Regions from separate parts of the Macaca mulatta genome. Here region 2 is linked to region 1. Evidence: chromatin contacts called from public Hi-C data. All regions are on one chromosome and are shown on one strand. Each heading gives the region's core, a stretch centred on a gene start, on an enhancer-like site or on the middle of the called end of the contact. The rest is flanking DNA. Distances are from core to core; before and after follow the strand shown. Region 1 holds the start of G6PC3 (glucose-6-phosphatase catalytic subunit 3). Region 2 holds the start of LOC144335758.

Region 1 (7,803 bases), core at 2,303-4,802:
CTGGGCAACATAGCAAGACCCAGATTCAACAAAAACAAAAAATTATCTGGAAGTGGTAGTGCACACCTATAGTCCCAGCTACTTGGGAGGCTGGGCGGGCAGATTGCTTGAGCCCAGGAGTTCGAGAACAGCCTGGGCAACATGACAAAACCCCATCTCTACAAAAAATACAAAAATTAGCCAGGCATCTTGGGGTACGCCTATAGCCCCTGCTACTCCAGAGGCTGAAGTGGAAAGGATCACTTGAGCTGAGGAGGTTGAGGCTGCAGTGAGCTGTGATTGTGCCATTATACTCCAGCCTGGTGATGGAGTGAGATCCTGTCTCAAAAAAAGAAAAAATAAATAAAATAAAAAATAAAACTGATACAGAGGCAAGAGATTGTGGTAAGCATGTGTGTGTGCTCTGAGATACTCAGTTGTCCCACTCCACCCCCTCTCACTGCAGGGCCAGCTCTTATCATCCACAGGGAACCCAGGACCCAGCTCTCTCCCACAGGCCCTCACTAACCCTCCTGCTACCCCTGCCTCCATGTCCCCAGTTACAGCCTGAATTATCCACACCTAAATTATTTAGGTGAGCCTCTCAGGTCTGAAAATGGGAGTGGGAAATGGACAGAGAAGGCTGAGAAAGAATAAGGAGGAAAAAAATATGTCAAAATCCCCTGGTCTAGTAAGTGCTTGGCTGGGCCCTGGGAACCACACAATGAAGAGGCTGCTGTGGCCAGAAAGACAAAAGATGGGATAGCAAAAGAGATGCTGGCAGGAAACCACGTGCTGGGGAGGCAAACACAGAAGGCACTTGCCTCTCCCCTCTGAAAACTGAGCCTAGTATACATCAAGTGCTCACACAGAAAATGAATGGGAGTGCCAGGCGCGGTGGTTCATGCCTGTAATCCCAGCACTTTGGGAGGCAGAGGAGGGCGGATCACTTGAGGCCAGGAGTTCGAGACCAGCCTGGCCAACATGGCGAAACCCTTTCTCTACTAAAAATACAAATATTAGCTGGGTGTGGTGGTGGGCGCCTATAATCCCAGCTACATGGGAGACTGAGGCAGAAGAATCTCTTGAACCTGGGAGACAGAGGTTGCAGTGAGCCAAGATGGTGCCATCGCACTCCAGCCTGGGCAACAGAGCAAGCCTCCATCTCAAAAAGAAAAAAAAAAAAAAAAAAAAAGAATGCCGGGTTGCTCACACCTATAATCTCAGCACTTTGGGAGGCTGAAGCGGGTGGATCACCAGAGGTCAGGAGTTTGAGACCAGCCTCGCCAACAAGGCGAAACCCCTTCTCTACTAAAAATACAAAAATTAGCTGAGTGTGGTGGCACACACCTGTAATCCCAGCTACTTGGGAGGCTGAGGTAGGAAAATGGCTTGAACCCAGGAGGTGGAGGTTGCAGTAAGACAAGATCACGCCATTGCACTCCAACCTGGGTGACAAGAGCGAAACTCTGTCTTGAAAAAAAGAAAAAGAGGCCGGGCGCGGTGGCTCAAGCCTGTAATCCCAGCACTTTGGGAGGCCGAGGCGGGCGGATCACAAGGTCAGGAGATCGAGACCACAGTGAAACCCCGTCTCTACTAAAAAAAATACAAAAAATTAGCCGGGCGCGGTGGCGGGCACCTGTAGTCCCAGCTACTCGGGAGGCTGAGGCAGGAGAATGGCGGGAACCCGGGAGGCGGAGCTTGCAGTGAGCCGAGATCGCGCCACTGCACTCCAGCCTGGGCAACAGCGTGAGACTCCGTCTCAAAAAAAAAAAAAAAAAAAAAAAAAAAAAAAAAAAAAAAAAAAAAAAAAAAAGAAAAAAAGAAAAAGAGGCCGGGCGTGGTGGCTCAAGCCTGTAATCCCAGCACTTTGGGAGGCCGAGACAGGCGGATCACGAGGTCAGGAGATCGAGACCATCCTGGCTAACATGGTGAAACCCCGTCTCTACTAAAAATTACAAAAAACTAGCCGGGCGAGGTGGCAGGCGCCTGTAGTCCCAGCTACTCGGGAGGCTGAGGCAGGAGAATGGTGTAAACCCGGGAGGCGGAGCTTGCAGTGAGCTGAGATCCGGCCACTGCACTCCAGCCTGGGCAACAGAGCGGGACTCCGTCTCAAAAAAAAAAAAAGAAAAAGAAAATGAATAGGGACTTTGCCACTTGGGGGACATTAATAGTGTCTGAGGGAGATTGTGATCTTTGGGGGACAAGAACTAGAGGGGGAGGCTTATACAGACTTTGAGGGAGGAGAGAGCACAAAGCAAAGGGCAATTAGGCAAGAAAGAAGTGAATAGACCACTGTGGTTCCCTTTACATAAGGATGAGGCTCTTGTGGAAAAGAGTGGAAGGGAGGGGAACTCTATGTTGTTTTTCAGCAAGTCATTCGAGCCCATTGAAATACCTCCTATGAGCCTCCCTTTCTTCCCCCAGGCTGAGGATCTGGCAACAGAGGTTGAGGTGAAGGGAGGTGTGGCTGCATGCCCAGCCCCAAGGGTCACAGGGCCTCCACCCACGTTCCTGGGATCCCTGGCTTCTAAGTCTCAGTGTGAAGAGTCTACTAGTGAATGAAAGAGAAGGAAGGGAAAGTGTTCCCTGGAAAGCAGTGCTTTAGCCCAGACTTTACTGCACACGCACAGGGAATCACCTGGGAACCTTGTTAAAATGCAGATTTTGATTCTGTCATTCTGGCCCTGGGACTGAGAGTCTGCATTTCTAGTCAGTTTTCAGGTGCTGCCTGTGCCGTTGGGCATGGTCCAGGGACCACACCTTAACCTGCAAGCTGTCTGTCCGTAGCAGCTGTGATGCCCAGCACAAAGCATGCTTCTTAAAAATTATAGCAAATGAGTGAATAGATGAATGAAAAAGTGAGTTGAGAGGTAGGGCTCTCCACTACTTAAATCACCATAGATATCTGTTAAAATATGAATTCCCAAAAAACAAACAAACAAAAATAAATTCCCAACCCTTGGAGTTTCTAAATCAGAAAGTGTGAGATGAGGACGGGATATTTACATTTTAGGCACGCCTCTTAGGTGATTTTTTGATCAGACCAGTTTGAAGAACACTGGTCTAATGAGAAGGATGGGTAGACTCTGAGGTTTGAGTCCAAGCGGCACAAAGATGCTCAAAGGGAAAAAAAATCAGAGACTACAGAGTAGGGGGTGGGAAGGCCCTTGAGACAGTTGCTGAGAGAGACCAGGGCTTACACATGACTCAGGGCCCTCAGGGGTGGGGACCAGGATGCCGGAGGGCTTCTCTGTCTCACCACTTGAAGATGAGGTTGAGCCACTCGGTGATGAGGCTGATCCAGAGCACCGCGATGCCCACACGGCGGGACGCGTAGTAGGCCGCGGGGAAGTAGAACAGAAAGAGGATCTTGGGATCGCCCAGAAAGGTGACCCAGAGCCACACGTTCTCCAGCCAGGCTAGCTGGTTCTGTAGCGCCTCGGCTATCACGATGCCCGCGCCCAGCGTGGACTCCATGGCGGCCCAGCTACCGACGAGGCCAGGGCTTGCTCCAGGACGGAAGCCAAAATGTCCAGACACCGAAGCAGCGTCGGCCCGCGGCTCTCTAAAGCCCACCCCTCTGAGTCCGAGGCCCCGCCCCGCCAGCGGTCATCACCAAGCCCCGCCCCCGGACCCGCCCCCGGCAGTCCCCGGCTCCTGCAAGACCGGCCTCCAGCCGGTACTGTTTCCTCCTGCGCTCTCCTCCAGTTTTCCTTCCTACTGGGCAGCGTAGGGGACAAACCTTTATAAAGGCGTTTCCTCAGGGCCCCACGTGGCCGCTGTTGCCGGCACGTGGGCAGCCGGCTAGCGGCGGCACCGGTGCGGTTCCGGGTCAGGGGACGGACTAGCCGGCGGGCTGCCCGCGCTCCTAGCGTCCCTGCTCTGCTGATGCGAAGGCAGATATGTAATCTCCAGGGCCAGGATTCTTTCCCGACCGGACCCCTCTTCTCCAGTACCAATACCCACCAAAAAAAAAAAAAAGCAAAAAAAAAAAAAAAAAAAAATCTGAGATCCTCTGGAGAAAAGGCTGCAGACAGTCCCTCCTCCTGGGAGCTGAAGCGGGATCCTAAATTTGGATACACACCTAATCAGTTCACCCCATACTCGCCTACCTCAAGACTCTTCCTTTCTAAATCGCCCGCTATTAATTTGGAGGCTGACAGATAAGTCTCTTGATTTTGAGGGGTCTTCCCTAAAAAGGCGAATTCTCACATATAGTGCAAAGTCACACTTCCTCCCAGTTCTTCCCTTGCTTCCCCCACCCCCATCTTCCTGCCATCCAAAACCCTGCTTAGGCAGATGAAACCAAGAGATAGTAACAGTGTTGGTATGGGAAGAGGATTGGCACACACCCGCGACAGAGTTTGAAACAGTCATCTGGAAGAACACACATAGAAAATAGAAATCTCAGCTACTCTAGGCGAGGTCCTGCCTAGAAGACTGTTGAACAGTGTCTCCTTAGTTTCTTCCTACCTCGATCAACTTTGTTCTTGAAAAGTTTTTTTTTTTTGGTTTTGTTTTTTGTTTTTTGCCAGGCGCGGTGGCTCACAACTGTAATCCCAGCACTTTGGGAAGCCGAGGCGGTCAGATCACGAGGTCAGGAGTTCCAGACCAGCCTGGCCAACATAGTGAAACCCCATCTCTACTAAAAATACAAAAATTATCTGGGCGTGGTGGCATGCACCTGTAGTCCTAGCTACTAGGGAGGCTGAAGCAGGAGAATCGCTTGAACCCGGGAGGCGGCGGTTTCGGTGAGCCAAGATGGCACCACTGCACTCTAGCCTGGGCGACAGGGACAGGGCGAGACTCCATCTCAAAAAAAAAAAAACAAAAAAAAGGAAAGTTTTTTTTTTTTCTTTTTGAGAGGGATCTTCGTTCTTGTCTTCTATGCTGGATTACAGGCCCGCGCTACCACGCCCGGCTAATTTTTTTTTTTTTTTTTTTTTTTGAGACGGAGTCTCACTTTGTTGCCCAGGCTGCAGTGCATTGGCAAAATCTCGGCTCACTGCAACCTCCGCCTCCCAAATTCAAGCAATTCTCCTGCCTCTGCCCTACAGTAGCTGGGATTACAGGCATGCGCCACCACGTCTGGCTAATTTTTGTATTTTTAGTAAAGATGGGGTTTCACCATGTTGGCCAGGCTGGCCTCAAACCCCTAACCTTAGGTGATCCAACCACCTCAGCCTCCCAAAGTGTTGGGATTACAGGCGTGAGCCACAGCGCCCAGTTCTTTAAAAGTTTTCTAATAGGTAGATTAAAATGATAATGTAAATCTGTGTTCTCCGAAAGAGATTAATTTCACTAATTAGAAAAGTGTAGGGGGCCAGGTGCGGTGGCTCGCACCTGTAATCCCAACACTTTGGGAGGCGGAGGCAGGCAGATCACTTGAGGTCAGGCGTTCCAGACCAGGTGGGTCAACATGGTGAAACCCCGCCTCTACTAAAAATACAAAAATTAAGCCGGGCACAGTGGCTCACGCCTATAATCCCACCACTTTGGGAGGCCAAGGCAGGCAGATTACAGGTTCAGGAGTTCCAGACCAGCCTGGTCAACATGGTGAAACCTCGTCTCTACTAAAGATACAAAAAATTAGCTGGGCATGGTGGCAAGTGCCTGTAATCCCAGCTACTCGGGAGGCTGAGGCAGGAGAATCGCTTGAACCCGGGAGGCAGAGGTTGCAGTGAGCTGAGATTGAGCCATTGCACATCAGCTTCAGCAACAGAGCAAGACTCCGTCTCAAAAAACAAAACAAAAAATTAGCCGGGCGTGATGGCAGGTGCCTGTAGTCCCAGCTACTCGGGAGGCTGAGGCATGAGAATCGCTTGAACCAGGGAGGCGGAGGTTGCAGTGACCCGAGCCTGCACTACTGCACTCCACCCTGGGCGACAGAGGAAGACTCCGTCTCAAAAAAAAAAAAAAAAAAAAAAAAAGATGCTGGGTGAGGTGGCTCACACCTGTAATCCCAGCACTTTGGGAGGCCAGGCAGGGCGGGTGGATCACCTGAGGTGGGGAGTTGGAGACCAGCCTGACCAACATGGAGAAACCCTGTCGCCACTAAAAACACAAAATTAGCTGGATGTGGTAGCACATGCCTGTAATCCCGGCTACTCAGGAGGCTGAGGGAAGTGAATCGCTTGAGCCCGGAGGTGGAGGTTGTGGCGAGCCGAGATTTTGCCATTGCATTCTAGCCTGGGCAACAAGAGCAAAACTCCCTGTCAAAAAAAAAAAAAAAAAAAAAAAGGGTAAGGGAGGGAAGCTGGATATAAATCTTAGTTTATTGCCTTCGTAGTGAACAGAATTTTTATTCCTGTTACAATGATTGTACCAATACCTCCAACACCAGGAAGTTGTTTTTTTTTTGTTTTTGTTTTTTGAGACGGAGTATCGCTCTGTCTCCCAGGCTGGAGTGCAGTGGCGCCGATCTCAGCCACTGCAAGCTCCGCCTCCCGGGTTCACGCCATTCTCTTGCCTCAGCCTCCTGAGTAGCTGGGACTACAGGCGCCCGCCACCACACCTGGCTAATCTTTAGTATTTTTAGTAGAGACTGGGTTTCACCATGTTAGCCAGAATGGTCCTCGTGATCTGCCCGCCTTGGTCTCCCAAAGTGCTGGGATTGGAGGTGTGAGCCACCGTGCCCAGACACCACCAGGAAGTTTTTTAATTGCCCAAGGAGAAAGCCTACATTGTTTACTGAGTCTTTGAAAGTTTGCTCTGGATCTAGCCTCAACCTTCACCAGCCTATTCCCACACTCTGCTTTGTAATATTTCTGAGCTATACATTCCTTGAAAACACTAAGTTCTCTCATCCTAGGGGTCCTGGCCCATGCAGTTCCCTCTGCCTGGAACATGGCCACTCTTTTTCCTTGCTAATCCTTCAGGTCTCAGTAGGTATTTTTCACTTCCTCCAAGAAGGCCTTTCCTAATGGCTCCTAGAAGTCTTTTATGAAAACCTATAATCATGATTCCATATAAAAAGTGGAAAACTGGAATGGCGATTATGTATGATTTGTTATGGAGGACAGGGCAAAGATGAGAGGCATGAAAATTCTGAGGCTGGCCATAATGGCTTATGCCTGTAATCCCAGCACTTTGAGAGGCCAGCCGAAGCAGGATGATTGCTTGAGCCCAGGAATTTGAGACCAGCCCGGCCAACATGGTGAAACCCCATCTCTACTAAAAGTACAAAAATTAGCCAGGCATGGTGGCTTGCGCCTGTAAACCCAGCTACTCAGGAAGCTGAGGCAGGAGAATCGCTTCAACCTGGGAGGTGCAGGTTGCAGCGAGCCGAGACAGCGTCACTGCACTCCAGTCTGCGTGACAGAGCGAGGTTCTGTCTCAAAAACAAAACACAATAAAACAAAAAAAGTTCTCTGAAAAAGCACACTATGAAGGAGCAGAATTTTTATTCCTATTACAATGATTGTATCAATACCTCCAACACCAGGAAGTTTATGTTTCTTGGAGGGCAAGGAAGTACTTTTGAACTTTGTTCAGGTTAAGCTGCGCCAGGACTGGTCCTTTGCCTCCCTCTGGACTACAGAAAGGTCAACCTGTTTCTCATACATGAAGCGAGGATCCAAAATTTCTATAGTGGGGGTGGGTGGATTAGCGACAGCAATTGGTAGGGCTTGAAAATACATGCACATAGTCCTTTACATAAGATTAAGAAAATGACTGTTTTGTATATCAGATGGACATTAAAGGGCAGGGGTGCAAAACCCCTCCTCCAAGTTCCTCTTTGTCACTATCTGCTGCTCCTCATTCCTGCCTTTTGCCTGGCTTTCTGGGGGAGAGGGCAAAAAGGAAGAAGAGGAAGTGTCT
Region 2 (7,803 bases), core at 1,719-4,218, 55 kb before region 1:
CCTGGAGGCAGAGGTTGCAATGAGCCAAGGTCGCCCCACTGTACTCCAGCCTGTGTGACAGAGCGAGACTGCATCTCAAAAAAAAAAAAAAAAAAAAAAAGTCGTCTAGCCTGGGCAACACAGGGAAACCCCATCTCTAAAAAAAATACAAAAATTAGCTGGGCGTAGTGGCGTGTAGCTGTGGTCCCAGCTACTCGGAGGCTGAGGCAGGAGGATCGCTGGAGCCTGGGAAATCGAGGCTTCAGTGAGCTGTGATGGTGCCATTGCACTCCAGCCTGGGTGACATGGCGAGACCCTGAAAAAAAAAATTAGATGGATGTAATGGCGTGCAGCTGTAGTGCCAGCTACCTGGGAGGTTGAGGTGGGAGGATTGCTTGGACTCAGAAGTTCAAGGTTATACTGAGCTATGACTGTGCCACTGCATTGTAGCCTGGGAGACACAATGAGACTCTGTCTCAAAATAAATAAATAAGACAAAAAAGTAAAGACAAACATTCTGGTATTTATTCTTTTAGACTTTTTTTTTGTTTTCTTTCTTTTTTTTCTTTTTTAGACTGAGTCTCGCTCTGTCACCAGGCTGGAGTGCAGTGGTGCGATCTCGGCTCATTGCAACCTCCACCTCCTGGGTTCAAGCGATTGTCCTGCCTCAGCCTCCTGAGTAGCTGGGACCACAGGCGTGTGCCATCACGCCCGACTAATTTTTTGTATTTTTAGTAGAGATGGGGTTTCACCGTATTAGCCAAGATGGTCTCGATCTCCTGACCTCGTGATCTGCCCGCCTTGGCCTCCCAAAGTGCTGGGATTACAGGTGTGAGTCTCTCTATGTTGCCCCGGCTGGCCTTGAACTCCTAGGGTCAATGAATTCTCCCTTTTGAGCCTCCCAAGTAGGTAGGACTATAGGCATGTGCCACCATTCCACCATGCCTGGTTTGGCTTTTTTTTTTTTTTTGAGACAGGATCTCACTTTTTCACCCAGGCTGGAGTGCAGTGGTGTGTACTTAGCTCATCTCTCGGGCTCAAGCTATCTTCCCACCTTAGCCCCACAGCGTGAACACAGGTCTGGCCCCTGGCCAGGCTTTTTTTTTTTTTTTTTTTTTTTTTTTTTTTTTTGAGACAGAGTCTCACGCTGTTGCCCAGGCTGGAGTGCAGTGGCGCGATCTCGGCTCACTGCAAGCTCCGCCTCCCGGGTTCCCGCCATTCTCCTGCCTCAGCCTCCTGAGTAGCTGGGACTACAGGCGCCCGCCACCGCGCCCGGCTAATTTTTTGTATTTTTAGTAGAGACGGGGTTTCACTGTGGTCTCGATCTCCTGACCTTGTGATCCGCCCACCTCGGCCTCCCAAAGTGCTGGGATTACAGGCTTGAGCCACCGCGCCCGGCCTCTGGCCAGGCTTTTTGATATACACATATACTCAGGCATATGAATCTAGTTTGTTGTTTTTATAATAATGGAACAATTCAGTAATGCTTGCTTGAGTCCTGATTTCCAAGAAAACAATATATCATGGGCATCTTTTCAGGTCGGTGTAGACCTATACAATTTTTATTCTTCTTTTTTATTTTTTATTTTTATTTTTTTTGAGACAGAGTCTCACTCTGTTGCCCAGGCTGGAGTACAGCGGCATGATCTCCCCTCACTGCAACCTCTGCCTCCCGGGTTCACGCCATTCTCCTGCCACAGCCTCCTGAGTAGCTGGGACACAGCCTCCTGAGTAGCTGGGACTACAGGCGCCCACCACCACCCCCGTCTTTTTTTTTTTTTTTTTTTTTTGTATTTTTAGTAGAGACGGGGTTTCACCATGTTAGCCAGGCTGGTCTCGATCTCCTGACCTCGTGATCGGACCACCTCGGCCTCCCAAAGTGCTAGGATTACAGGCGTGAGCCACCGCGCCTGGCCTCTTCTTTTTAAAAATAGAGACAGTGTCTTGCATGTTGCTCAGGCTGGTCTTGAACTCCTGGGCTCAAGTATTCCTCCCGCCTCAGCTTCCCAAATGCTGGGATTGATTACAGGCACGAGCCAATGAGCCTGGCCCCTATAAAACTTTTTTGTTTGCTTGTTTGTTTTGAGGCAGAGTTTCATTCTTGTTGCCCAGGCTGGAGTGCAATGGCACAATCTTGGCTCACTGCAACCTCTGCCTCCTGGGTTCAAACGATTCTACTGCCTCAGCCTCCTGAGTACAGGGGATTACAGGTGCCTGCCACCCTGTCCGGCTAATTTTTTGTATTTTTAGTAGAGACGAGGTTTTACCATATTGGCCAGGCTGGTCTTGAACTCCTGACCTCAGGTGATCCGCCTGCTTCAGCCTCCCAAAGCGCTGGGATTACGGGCATGAGCCACCAAGTCCCGTCCCCTATGAAACTTTTAATATCTGGATAATATTTTACTGAATCAATGTCTCCTGCTTGGTTTGCCAATTCCCTATTGATGGATATTTCGGTTGTTTTCAACTTTTCACATCATTACACACGATCTCATGTTCATTTTTTAACATAACAACGTTTATTTTTTTGGAATACATTTTTGTTAGTGGAATTGCTGGGTCATTGACAAATTGTCTAGGTCTAATTCAACATGTTCATACTGTGTACCAAGGGGAGATGTGACGTGGATAGCACCAAAGTCAGGGAAGTCTTTCCGGCTCCTGGTCTGCTGGTCTGCCTTTTTGAAGGCCTTGGACTGTTACAGCCATACCCTGGCCTTTCCCAGGCTTTTCTTTCCCTGGCACGGATGCAGTGTGTGCGGTCAGAGATGGCGAGTTCGAGACCTGTCCGAACCATCAACACCCAGCCAGGCCCCGCTGCAGCAGCTGCGGTGGCACTCCCAGCCCCTGGGAATTCATCCCCAGGTCCCCTCCCCGACCGCGGGAGGGCGTGTTAGGGGAGCAGCTTAGGCAGGCAACGATTGCACCATCCACGGTTTGAAAAGGAAGTCCGGGAAGCGCAAGGAGGAAACTTGTACAACCCAAAGGTTGAGTCCCAGCATCCACACTCGGCCCCTGCAACGACCCTTCCACTCTTACTCGCTGGGTTCCTTTCCCTTCCCTTCCATCCCGTCTCAGCCCAACTCTATGCTGGGCACTGGCCCTTTAAGGAGCTGTCACGATGGCGTCGCTGGCCCCGCCCGGCGGGGAGGGCCGAGAGGCAGGGGAGGGGTTGGTGGTGGCTGCGGGGATGGGGCGGGAGGGGGGGTCTGGGTCTATTTTTAGCTTCGGGTCGGGTCACGTGACGGGAGTGACGTCTCCGAATGTTGTTGTTGGTGGCGGCGGCGAGCGGAGCCGGAGGAGCCGCCGCAAAGATGGAGGAGCCGTCGAGGAGGCGCTGCCGTCGCTGCCGCCGCCGCTGCTGCCGCCGCCGCCCGCGAAGCCGGAGCTCGAGCCGCAGCGGGTGAGCGCGCCGCCCCGGCCCAGACCCCGTCTTCCCGGCCCCCGGGACGCGAGGCGGCGCCCCCTTCGCCTTCCGTCTCTGTCCGTAGGCTCCCAGCGCGCGCGCCGAGCTCCGCGCCCCCCTTCCTTCCTCCTGGGCCCGGGTGCCAGCCGGCGCTCCCCGGGAGCGTCGCCAGCCCGGGAGCTGGGCATCGGGGTTGCTGCGCGCGCCCCTCCCTGCCCCTCCCAGACAGGGGCGCCTTCCCTGCAGGTAAGGGAGGGGCCCGCCTTCCCGCGCCCCCAAATGGCTCGGAGACCGGGCGGGGTTGTCAGATTTGTCCCTTCCCTGGCGGCGCATGTTGCGTTGCAGAGCCATTTGAGCCCTGCACCCGGATTCTGTGCAGACCCCTCTTCGCTGGACACCCCTTTCTTGGTACTCTGAGGTGAGGTGTGCTGCCCACCCACAGCGCTTCTTCCCATAGCTACGAACGCATCCTTGATTTTATGCCCTTGACTTGTGTGCATGAGGAGGGGGACTGCGGAGTCCACCTTACTTCTCTCTCCATTATTCTCACCCCGTCCCCTCTGAGGCGTTACTGCGTTTGTTTCCACCCTCTTCTCCTGTCTGACACCCTGGAGCCAGGATACGAGAGCGAGGAGATGAAATGGAGCTCTCCCCCAACCCCTTCTTGTCTGGGGTGGATGCCCCCCATTTTTCATCCCGGGTCTGTATCTCAAGGAAGCGGGAGCACTACCAGTGTCTTGTTAACTTGGGGGAGTCACCTTCTCCACCCCACCCTTCCCTGGGGCCCTGGGGAAGATGAGAAGTGGCTGGGTGTAATTAATTAATCTGGGAGCCTGGTGGGGGCTGTTGGAGTGGAGAGGTTGGGTGCTTCCTTTGGGAGAGGAGATAACCACCTGATATCCCTGACTGATACCCCTTCTGAGATGAGGTGTGTCCCTAAAGAGGAAAGGTAACAGCTGCAGTTGCTTTTAGGAGGGTGCAAAAGGGACCCATCACTCTTGTCAGTGACTACCATGCTTTTGGGACCTGGAATTAGATTTGGAGCTTGGGTAGGTGGTGATGATTTGGTTCAGTGTCCAACTGGGAGGGGAGGATGGAGCTAGATTATGGGAACAAAAGGAGGTTGGGGGGAGGGTGAGATCCAGGAGTCTTGGTCAGAGGGACCCCTGGCCAGATTGCTTTGCAGGATTGCAGTCTGGGTCTGGGTCCTGCCTTCGGCCTCCTCTTAGGTTCGGAGGATGTAGGCAGGCAGGGATGGTCTTCAGTCTCCCAAGTCCTAGGCACCCTGAGCCGATGCTGGCTGTTGAGATGCTGGGCTGGGCTGGGCTGGCTGGGCTGGCTGGGCTGGATGGTGGATGAGCCATGTTGGGGACTGCCTGCTTCTTCATTCCAGTCTTCCCTCCTTCCTCTCCCTTCCTAAACACAAAGCTTGGGGAGATCTTGGTTTGTCTCCTTCCTCTTTTCTTGACTCCTCTCTTTGCCTTCTCTTCACTTGAACTTGGATCTGGGCTTTCTTGACAATGCAGTAGGGGTCTCTCTGAGTTAGAGAAATGGGCTCCCAGCATCTCCACTCTGTCCTGGGAATGTGGGCATGCCGGAGACCAGAGAGACAGATCTCAGGTGCGGGTTACTTGGGGGCAAGGATGGAGGAAATGTTAGTTCTGTGCCAGCCTCCCCTTCTTCTCCAGTATATCCTCCTACTTTGGCTGGATCGTGTAATTTGGAGGGGGGCAGCAGTTTCACATGCCCCACCCACCCCAAGTAGCTGCAGAGACAAAGGTTTGCTTTCCCTTCTCTAGGGGTGGCATCTTAACTGTGTGTTTAGAAATGGGGCCTGGGAATGTTGGGGGGTGTCATTTGTGTTCCCGCATAGTGGGGGAGGGGAATCAGCTATAGGAGCTGGGGGTAGCGCGGTCGGTGCTGAAGTACCAGCTGCTCTTTAATAATTAATTCTTCCTACTCACATCCCTTTGAGGAGGGATGTCTGGAACACAGCATCAGGCTCAGCCAGCCTGCTAGAGGACGCACTCCTGTTGGTGGCGGTGGTGGGGGGAGGGGGAGACAGCAAGGGGGGGGTGGTTCTTGGCATTTTTGGAGCACTGTAGCTTGCTCATGAATGAAAACCTGATGCAGCCGGTGAGGGGGCCTATTGTAGCCGACTTTAGCTAATTAAACTTTCTCTGCCTTTCTTCTTCCCCATCCCACCTCACCCCAGGCCCAGCCCCAGCCCTTTCTTGAATGGGGACCCTGTCTGGTAGTGCTGGGAAGAGGGTATCATTCTGCCTGAGGTTTTAGGGCAAACAGACCCTGTCTTCTGCCCTCTGCCTCCGCCTCCTCCCTTCCTCCCCTCTCACCACCCCCCCTCTTTTTTTTTTTTTTTTTTTTTCTAGAAATAGCAGCCTCCTCCATCTGGCTTGTGCAGATGCCTGGAGCTGCGTCTGAGCAGACAAACAGAAATGGGCCGATTGCAAAAATGAATTTGTCAGCCTGGTGCCTTTTTTCCTTCCCTGTCACCCTCCCCCTTTCCCTGGTTTGGGGCCTGGACATCTGACTCTGCCACCCTTCATGGCTCTGATCCTTCTGGGTTTCTGTTGGCATAGCTTGAGGGAGGCACTAGGCAACAGAAGCTCTCGGAGGCTGAGAAAAGTGGTAGGCTGTGGCCATGGTCAGGAAGGGTCAAGATAAGTCCCTAGTACCTTTGACCTTTGGGTGGGATGTCTTGGCTTGTAACTTTTTTTTTTTTTTTTTTGAGACGCAATTTCACTCTTATTGCCTAGGCTGGAGTGCAGTGGCGCAATCTTGGCTCACCACAACCTCTGCCTCCGGGTTCAAGTAATTCTCCTGCCTCAGCCGCCTGAGTAGCTGGGATTACAGGCATGCACCACTATGCCTGGCCAATTTTGTATTTTTTTTAGTAGAGACAGGGTTTCTCCATTTTGATCAGGCTGGTCTGGAACTCCTGACCTCAGGTGATCCGCCCGCCTTGGCCTCCCAAAGTGCTGGGATTACAGGCGTGAGCCACCGTGCCTGGCCGGTTTGTAACTTTTTGATGAGGTTGTTGAGGTAGAGTGAAACAATCTCAGACTCCCAAGACTTGGTTCACACTGCTTGACCCTGTCACCTATGACCTAGGGGGTGCCCTGGCCTGGGGCCAGAGCAGGTGTGTTGGGAGGGGGTTGCATGGTGGTACTGGAGTCCAGGTTCCAGAGAGGGTCTCCAAGGGACACCTGACTCCCCAATAATTTTGAGGGAGTTGTTCGAGCGACAAGATCGCTACAGGGTAACATTGTGAACCTATGGCCTTTGGAGCATTGCATTGTACCATGTGCCCCTCACTTGTCTGTCCTCCTCCTCCCACCCTTTGCCAGAGTTTGGGGTTTCCGCCCTACTTCCCCAGGCTCAGCCCTGAGCTTGTAGGGTGAGATGCAGCCCGTTTCCTTCATTCATCCTAGCCCAGCTGTCTTGGCTGGATGTGGGAGGTGGTTTTGGATCCTGGAGTAGGGTAGGGGTTGTCTGGAAGAAAGAGTTGGTGTGAGGTAGTGGGGCAGGACGCTTGGGGTGGGCAAGGGGTCTGCCTACTTATGATGTCCTGGAAGTTGGGCCGCTCCCTGGTTTGGCATCCAAGTGTTAGGTCATCTGGGACACAGCTCCTGGTCCCTGACTGCCCACTGAGACCCAACGGATTTCTCTGGCAGATGTGGGAACAAACAGCTCAGGTTTTAAACATCAGACTCCCCTTCTCCCCTTCATGCCCCACCCCAGACAAGAATCTGTGCTTGTCCCAATCAGACCGTGGACACTGCTTTGTTTCTCAGGGAGGCCCAGCCTGTGGCTCTGGTTCACTTGGGAGACTTGATGGGGGTGTTGGCAGACACTCTTTACAGGTGGACAGGGGCCCAGGGATCTTGCTGAATTTTATAGGATAGGGAGGAGTAGATGTACCTAAGTCCTGAGCCCACCATGAATTCAAAGAGCTACTCCCTTCCTCTTCTGCCTCAGGGGTGAGGATCAGCGCCTTTAAGACCCAGAGAGACAGTGGGTGGCTTAGGATGATGGGGGCTGGGGGCTAAGCTTAATCTGGTTTCTGTGCCGCTTGGGGCTGTGCCCCTTCTGAGCACCTTGTTGTGGAGGTGCCTCTCAACGTGGAGATGGGCTGGGCTACTCAGGCTTCTGGGAATCGTGGGAATTTCTGAACCTGTGTTCCCCAGCCCACGGGAAAGGGTGTGAGCGGGACTGGGCGCCAGCCCTGGTGTGTGCGCAGGCCGAACTGCCTGCCCACATGGGCCCTGCCAGAGCACCAACAGCCCTACCTGCCACATTCCTGAGCTTGGCCTCAGCCCTGCCTGTGTAGCCTTTTTTGTCCTAATCCCATACCTGTGCCTGTCAGGAGCAATTTAGCCCCTTCAACTCTGCCCCCC

Evidence for each region. Hi-C and Micro-C count contacts between places; a contact is called where the count stands out from the background.
Region 2: a contact with region 1 is called in a Hi-C map of liver, with 2.2 times the contacts expected there. The contact joins the promoter of LOC144335758 here to the promoter of G6PC3 in region 1. A contact is called at or near these places in 4 of 14 Hi-C or Micro-C datasets (CD4 T cells, fetal cortex germinal zone, fetal cortical plate and 1 more).

The regions. Positions count from the first base shown.
Region 1 is chr16:68,431,583-68,439,385 of T2T-MMU8v2.0, reverse strand. It overlaps G6PC3 (glucose-6-phosphatase catalytic subunit 3), which reads right to left and starts at 3,552. Exons shown (of 6, transcript NM_001257733.1): 1 at 3,242-3,552. The coding sequence starts at 3,459.
Region 2 is chr16:68,486,075-68,493,877 of T2T-MMU8v2.0, reverse strand. It overlaps LOC144335758, which reads left to right and starts at 2,968. Exons shown (of 2, transcript XM_077972028.1): 1 at 2,968-6,011. The coding sequence starts at 3,101. The coding sequence ends at 3,802. It overlaps HDAC5 (histone deacetylase 5), which reads left to right and starts at 3,238. Exons shown (of 27, transcript NM_001258098.1): 1 at 3,238-3,382. LOC144335775 (a long non-coding RNA gene) reads right to left here. Exons shown (of 2, transcript XR_013406926.1): 1 at 6,408-7,803; 2 at 5,776-6,269.